Linked DNA regions of Mus musculus: region 1 is linked to region 2. A link is a contact called in public Hi-C data. All regions are on one chromosome and are shown on one strand. The core of a region is the stretch at or near the end of the contact, and the rest is flanking DNA. Distances in the headings are between cores, read along the strand shown.

Region 1 (3,022 bases), core at 275-2,774, 100 kb after region 2:
ACAGACAAGAAACCAGCTGGAAGAAATTAAATAGGCAAAGCAGGCCAGTCAGCTTGTGTTTGGGACATTGAAACACAGCTTGAGGCATTGCACATTTACACTAAGCAAGATCTATAACCTTTGTCAGGCTTTGAACTGAACTGACGACATGACTTATTTAAGAAGCGTTAGTAACTGGGAACGTGTTGAACTAGGAATGTCAAGACCAATACTGAAGATGTTTTCTTACACCAAAGACTTTGTATTGTGAAGATTGCTAGTCAGTGGCACACGGTCCTGGATCTGGGTAGAATTCTAAGTGATCTGAAGGATGGGTGATTGACTGTATCCCCAGAGTAGTTTAAAAAGACAGAATCCTTGTAAAAAGAAAAATGTTGCACGTGTTGTCTGGAGTAAATGTAAAGCTGGCAAGAGGTGGGCAGGCCTTCAATGACACATTTATTCCTGGGACAGAAACATGGGGTTCAGTGTCCTTGAGTCCCTACAGCATGCATCTGTGAATACTGGACAACTCAAACACAAAACCACAGCACCACCTAGAATACACTGGGAAACACAAGAGTCACCCATCTTTCCCAAAGAGCTTCCTTTGATGTTGTGGATAGATTTCAATGATGCCATATCATTCCATGTTGAAGGTTCATTATTCCCCAATATAATCAAACTGTGGTTGTCCTCTTTATTGTCAAAGTGTGTTAAGTTGAGAAATAAGAAGAACCATCACAGGTAGCAAAAGAATAGGAATTCACAGAAATAAGAGCCAGAAGTCATAAGGTGAATTTGTGAGTTTGGTGAGATATTAAGTATATTTTAATTCCTTAATATTTATATAAAGAGCATTTCAGGTTTCAATATTAAACAAACTATCCAAATTTCAAAAAAAGAAACAAAGCAAATGACTGAAGATTTGCTTTCAATGATTAGTGCTAGGAAACAATAGAAAACTAAAAATAACTACATCTAAGCACTTAAATTTACAATTTACCTAGTTACACTTACACAAAGAAGGAAAAGTACACCAGACATAGGATTAAAGAAACATATATCTAAACTTTTAAAATTTATTTTTTAAAAAGAGAAGTGGATCACATGTTCAGGAAATTATTTATAAAGATTCAAGATGGACAAATAAGACACCTAGCACTCACCTCTTCTTTCCCCAAAGAACCAAAATAATAGACACACATGTGGTTGTGTTTTTGAGGTTAGTGACCAGAGGGGAACACAGTAAACAAGACAGAGCCTAGACTATTGCAAGACTTAGAAAACTTAGCCTATTAGTGATAACACCACAGACAGAGAAACAAAAATTCCCTAGGACTGCCATCACGGTTCCAAAGCCAGGGGACGGTGAATTTCCTTCTCAAAGGTCAGGGTGAAAGAGAAAGTTCCAGAAAACACCACCAGTGAGGAAACTGGAAACTTTCACAATAGTTTTAGACTTTCAGTAAATTAGGCAACCTCAGTCGACTCAGTGCATTTGGGAAAGTATCTTACATCATCTCCCAGTTATGTGCAGGCTACGAACCAAGAGTTTTCCTGAGAAGTTGAGTTGTTGTTTGACCTTGGGCTCCTCCCAGAAGTTAGAAATATCTGCCTGTTCTCATCTTTGGGACTCCAAAGTTGGCACTGGCTCAGAGGACAGGTTTCTCAAAAACCCATCAATGTGATTGTAAACCAAACCCACTAGATTCACCACACTGGATGTGGAATGGCTATTGAAGTATGTAGGGGAACAGAATTGCTACCCTTGAGATTGGATGAGGCCAGAGCATTTGTCCTCTGAACTACAAGTAGACATGATCCAGGGTCAGACCAAAGGCAGCCACTCACAGTATTCTCCTGAGCCATTGCTCAGGTACCTGCTGCTCAGAAGCTTGAAAGGAATATGGTTTCTAGTGCTACCACACCTAATGTAGCATGCTGAGGCAACTGTGAGAAACTGGCTGCTTCTAGGCATCATCCTGCTCTGCTGCCTAGCTTCTGCTTATACAATGCAGAGGCAAGGGTATGTAAACCCCCAACTGACATCAGTCTTAGCTACTTTTCATGTGAAGAGACACCATGATCAAGAAAACTTATAGAAGATAGCATTTAGTTGGGTGTTGCAGGAAATATTAAAATCCAACCTGCTCATTCACACTTGTGCCAGCAACTCTGTCCTAGTGGCAGCCTGGCTGGCCATGCACTGGCCGGCAATGGCTGACCTGTTTTTATCTCATGGCAACTCTGACTCAGAGCTCCACAATCTCTCCACCCAGCTCACTAGGTACCAACTGGCAGGTTGTTACCACACTAGCCCCGCTTCAAAAACCTCAGGCAATCCCATGTTTTGCCACCATACCTTTCTCTTTTGAACCCAGGAAAGCAACCACATGAAGGAAAATGCAATACAGACTTAGTTTAAAAACAACAGTAACTCAATTGTTGGGCACAACAACTAAAATCTTAATATTGTAAGCCTTGTTAAATCTAAATCCTCCTGGTGTCGAAACCTGACAGATCCACCATTGAAACTGGGAGACACTTGTAATTACATCTTGTCCTCCCGCTATCCCCATCCAAAAGGGCCTAACTCTTTCCTGCTTCCTCTCTTCTTCCATTCATTCTGGAAGTCCCGCATACTTATCCAGTGATTGGCTCCTTTATTCATTAGGGGATTGGTTCACAAAAAGTCACTTGAGTAGTGACTAACTCCTTGTCTGCAACCCCTCCCAGGAGAGGGGAATTAGCATAAAAATACAATTAGCATCAGGCCATTCCACAACAATTGGGTACCTGCTTAGTTTCAGAGGGTTAGGCCATGATTAACATGGCAGGAAGCAGTGTGGTGGCAAGCAGTCAGACAGGCAGATAAGGCTCTGAAACAGTAACTGAGAGTTTCTGAAAGATAGGGGATGAATAGAAGAAGAGAGGGAGGAGAAGGGACTGAGATGATGTAGGCTTTTGTAACCTCAAAGCCCTCCCCTAGTAACATATCTTCTCCAACAAGCCTCCACTCCCTAATCCTTACTAAACAGTT
Region 2 (3,343 bases), core at 733-3,232:
CCCACACATTTGTAGCAGATGTGCAGCTTGGTCTTCAGGTAGGTCCCCTAACACTTGGAGCGGAGGCTGTCTGTGACTGTTGCCTGCCATTGGATCTCCTTCCTGGACTGCCTGATGGGGTCTTAGTGGGAGGGGAGGAGCTTGTTCTTGCTGGGACTGCATGTTCCAGGGTGGGATGGTACCCAGCAGATGCTTCCCCTTCTCTGAGGTCAGGGGGAACAGTAATGGCGGTAGATTTGTGGGGGCTGGGCTGGGCTGGGGAGGAGGGAGGAGCAGCAATTGCAATGTCATATAATAAAAAATAAATAATGAAAAGAAAAAAAGAGTATTAGAAAAAAATAATACCCCTAATCTATCTCATGTATTCCATCACTTGTTCAGACAAATATTATTTCTGCTTCATAAAACACGGTTTTATTAACAGAATTAATTCTGATTTATTGTCTGTATATTTAGTCGGTGAATACTTGAGCTGGTGAACAATTTTGACAGAGTTTTTCAGATTTTAGTTTGGGGAGATGTTTAAAAAAATGTAATAACAGACGAGGCAATTTCATACTAAAAGGATTGAGGTCCTTCTCTACAAGGGTTAATGCGCATGCGCTTCACTTTTGGTTTTATTTAAAAACTCCACCTTGGTTGATTTTTTTTTTTTCCTATCGTCCTTTCACTTCCTTCTAAATTTTATTTTCAAAGTGCAATGTTCCTATTAATTCTTTGCAAGTTACCCAGTATTGTTTTGGGAACACACAGGTATATATTTTATATACAATCTGACAGCAGCTTTGTCCCCCAACAGCCATCAAGGAGTCGTTGGGGTTTAAGAGGTGCGAGGTGCGAAAGCAGCCGGGTATGGTGGCGCATGCCTTTAATCCCAGCACTCGCGAGGCAGAGGCAGGCAGATTTCTGAGTTTGAGGCCAGCCTGGTCTACAAAGTGAGTTCCAGGACAGCCAGGGCTATTCAGAGAAATCCTGTCTCGAAAAACAAACAAACAAACAAACAAACAAACAAACAAACAAACAAACAAACAGGTGTGAAAACCCCAGTCTGCAGGTGCAAAGGGGTCCTCACACAGCATTTCTAGTAAACTTGGGGTGTCCCGTTGACCCTAGGTTAAGTTTTGTTTTCTCCTTAAAGAAAGAGCAGGCACTTGTGATCCGTTTGTGCCAGGCTTCTCCTTGGAGTTCCCTGAAAATTCTGGCGTCCTTTCAAACCCTTGGGGTTCTCTTCCCCAGACTCCCAAGTGGGCACCAGAACCTCTTTTTCATATTTCATAGCGTTTCTCTCATCCCTTCATTTTCTTGAATCCAGTTTGCCACCCTGCCGCATCCTTTTCTATCTCCACGGTGAACTAAACTCACTAAGGGTTTTCCACTGGGGATTTGTCGGTTTTCTTTTCCGTTTATTTTTAGCCTACTGTAGTGCTATTAAATCCAGACTTCCTCCCAGTTAATCCCGATTTCTGTGGATTATCTCATCCTATCCAAACACACTTGCCAAATATACCGTCTTCCTCTTGGCGTGGGTCAATCCCCCTGATCTTTTATGAGCCGCACTGAGACCTTTGAAGTACAAGTCCCTCTCCCCACTGCTGGCAGCTGGCAGATGAACAGCTGCCTGAGGCAGATGGGGGGATGGGCAGGCATGGTTGCCAGAAAACTGTGGCACGGTAAACAATGCAGAATCCCTCGCCAAAGCCTTTTCTCTTTACTGTTTGGCTTTGAGAGCCATGAGGTAAGCTATTGAAAGAAGCTTCAATTGTGAAACACTAGGATCTTACCCAAATATGTAAGCCCAGAATCATCTTTGCTAGAAAGACATTTTTATAAGGAAATCACTGTCACTGTAGATACCCTTTTTGGCTGGGAGAATCTATTTGCTCTGACTCTCAAAAATTAACGTGGATAGGTCTGAACTGATCGTAACCACCACTGTGGATCTTGCCAGAAGTAAACAGAACTTAGCCATTTCCGAGCAATAGGGACTGCATAGAAGGTGGAACGTACAGAAGGGAGACACCATATCTGGGGTCAAGATGTCTGAAATTACCTTTGTGTAGAGTACTGAGTTAGTTTAAATTGACTGGTAGCCAAGTGCTAAGCAACCATGTAAAGGCCCAAGGGAAGCCAGTAAGATCTGATTGGGAACGTCTGTATAGATGGCTAACGCTTTATGGTGCCTGGATGAGCAATCAATAAGCCAATTATCATAGGTGATCAGAAGCTTCTATGTTAACTTTGCAGCTGACAGACAGGCTTAACTGTGCTGCATAGGGGGCATCAAAAGGTTTCTGGGGAAAGTATTTGCATACAAAGGTTACTCGTACCATTTATGTGCACATGAAGAATACATCAAGGCCTAAGTTCTCTATCCCTCAACCAGTGTCCAAGAGCTGATCATTAAAGAATACTGTGACCAGCTCAGCCATTGGTTAATATGTGAAAGAACACATTTCAAATTGCCCAACATTTGCTATTCAAATATTAGGCTCTGCCGCTGGAAGGCTGTTCTAGCTTGCTCAGTGTGTTTTTCCTGTGGCAAGCAAGAGCTTTCAAAGGACAGAGCAGGCATTTTAGGGAGCCTACATTCCAGGGTACTTTTTTGCCTGTTGTTAATGAAGACTTGTGTAGTTTTAACCACTTGAACTGTGGGAGGGTTTTGTGTGAGATTTGCTTTCATCGTAAGACAATAGTTTTTACTGGGTAGATAACTTCTAAACCGGCTTTCAGCAGCCATAAAGACAAAGGATGGAGTGTTGTCATTTGTATTGTGAGTGCTCAGTTCAAATTCTTTGTCTTGCAAAAAGTTTATGTGGAAAAATTTTACATCTTTAAATATTTATATTTTTAAGTTCAGTGTCTTGATGCCTGGTGTGATCCTTGTGTGATGGTAAATGGCTGTGCACATGGGAGATGGAAACAGGACGACTGAAGAGTTCAAGGTCAGCCTGGGCTACAGAAGACCTTGTTTTAAAATAAAAAACAAACACCATAACAAGAATAAAAATTGAAATTAGTAGCTGGGGTTGTTTCCAGCAACCCAAGTAACACAATTTTAAAAATGGGGTACAGAATTAAACAGAGAATTCTCAAGAGAGAAACCTTGAATGGCCAACAAGCACTTAAAGACATGTTCAAAGTCCTTAGTCATCAGGGAAATACAAATCAAAACAGCTCTGAGATTCCATCTTATACCCATCAGAGAGGCTAAGAGATAGCACATGCTGGAGAGGACATAGGGAAAGGGGAACACTCCTCCATTGCTGGTGGGAGTACAAACGTGTTCAGCCGCTTTGGAAATCAATGTGATGTTTTCTCAGAAACTGGGAGTAGTTCTACCTCT

The links. Hi-C and Micro-C count contacts between places; a contact is called where the count stands out from the background.
Region 1: a contact with region 2 is called in a Hi-C map of liver, with 1.7 times the contacts expected there. The contact joins two enhancer-like sites. A contact is called at or near these places in 5 of 484 Hi-C or Micro-C datasets (brown adipocytes, cortical neurons, cumulus cells and 2 more) and 3 of 115 datasets of contacts at active chromatin or transcription factors (bone marrow-derived dendritic cells, heart atrium and neural progenitor cells).

The regions. Positions count from the first base shown.
Region 1 is chr12:35,416,682-35,419,703 of GRCm38.p6, forward strand. No RefSeq gene overlaps it. Among named protein-coding and RNA genes, the nearest start is that of Gm26071, 23 kb to the right of the region's middle. Within about 2 kb of position 1,525, at least 36 of the 459 cell types and tissues checked have an H3K27ac peak or open chromatin away from gene starts, as enhancers often do. A contact at or near this core is called in liver, where this site is marked.
Region 2 is chr12:35,311,774-35,315,116 of GRCm38.p6, forward strand. No RefSeq gene overlaps it. Among named protein-coding and RNA genes, the nearest start is that of Mir680-3, 120 kb to the left of the region's middle. Within about 2 kb of position 1,983, at least 20 of the 459 cell types and tissues checked have an H3K27ac peak or open chromatin away from gene starts, as enhancers often do. A contact at or near this core is called in liver, where this site is marked.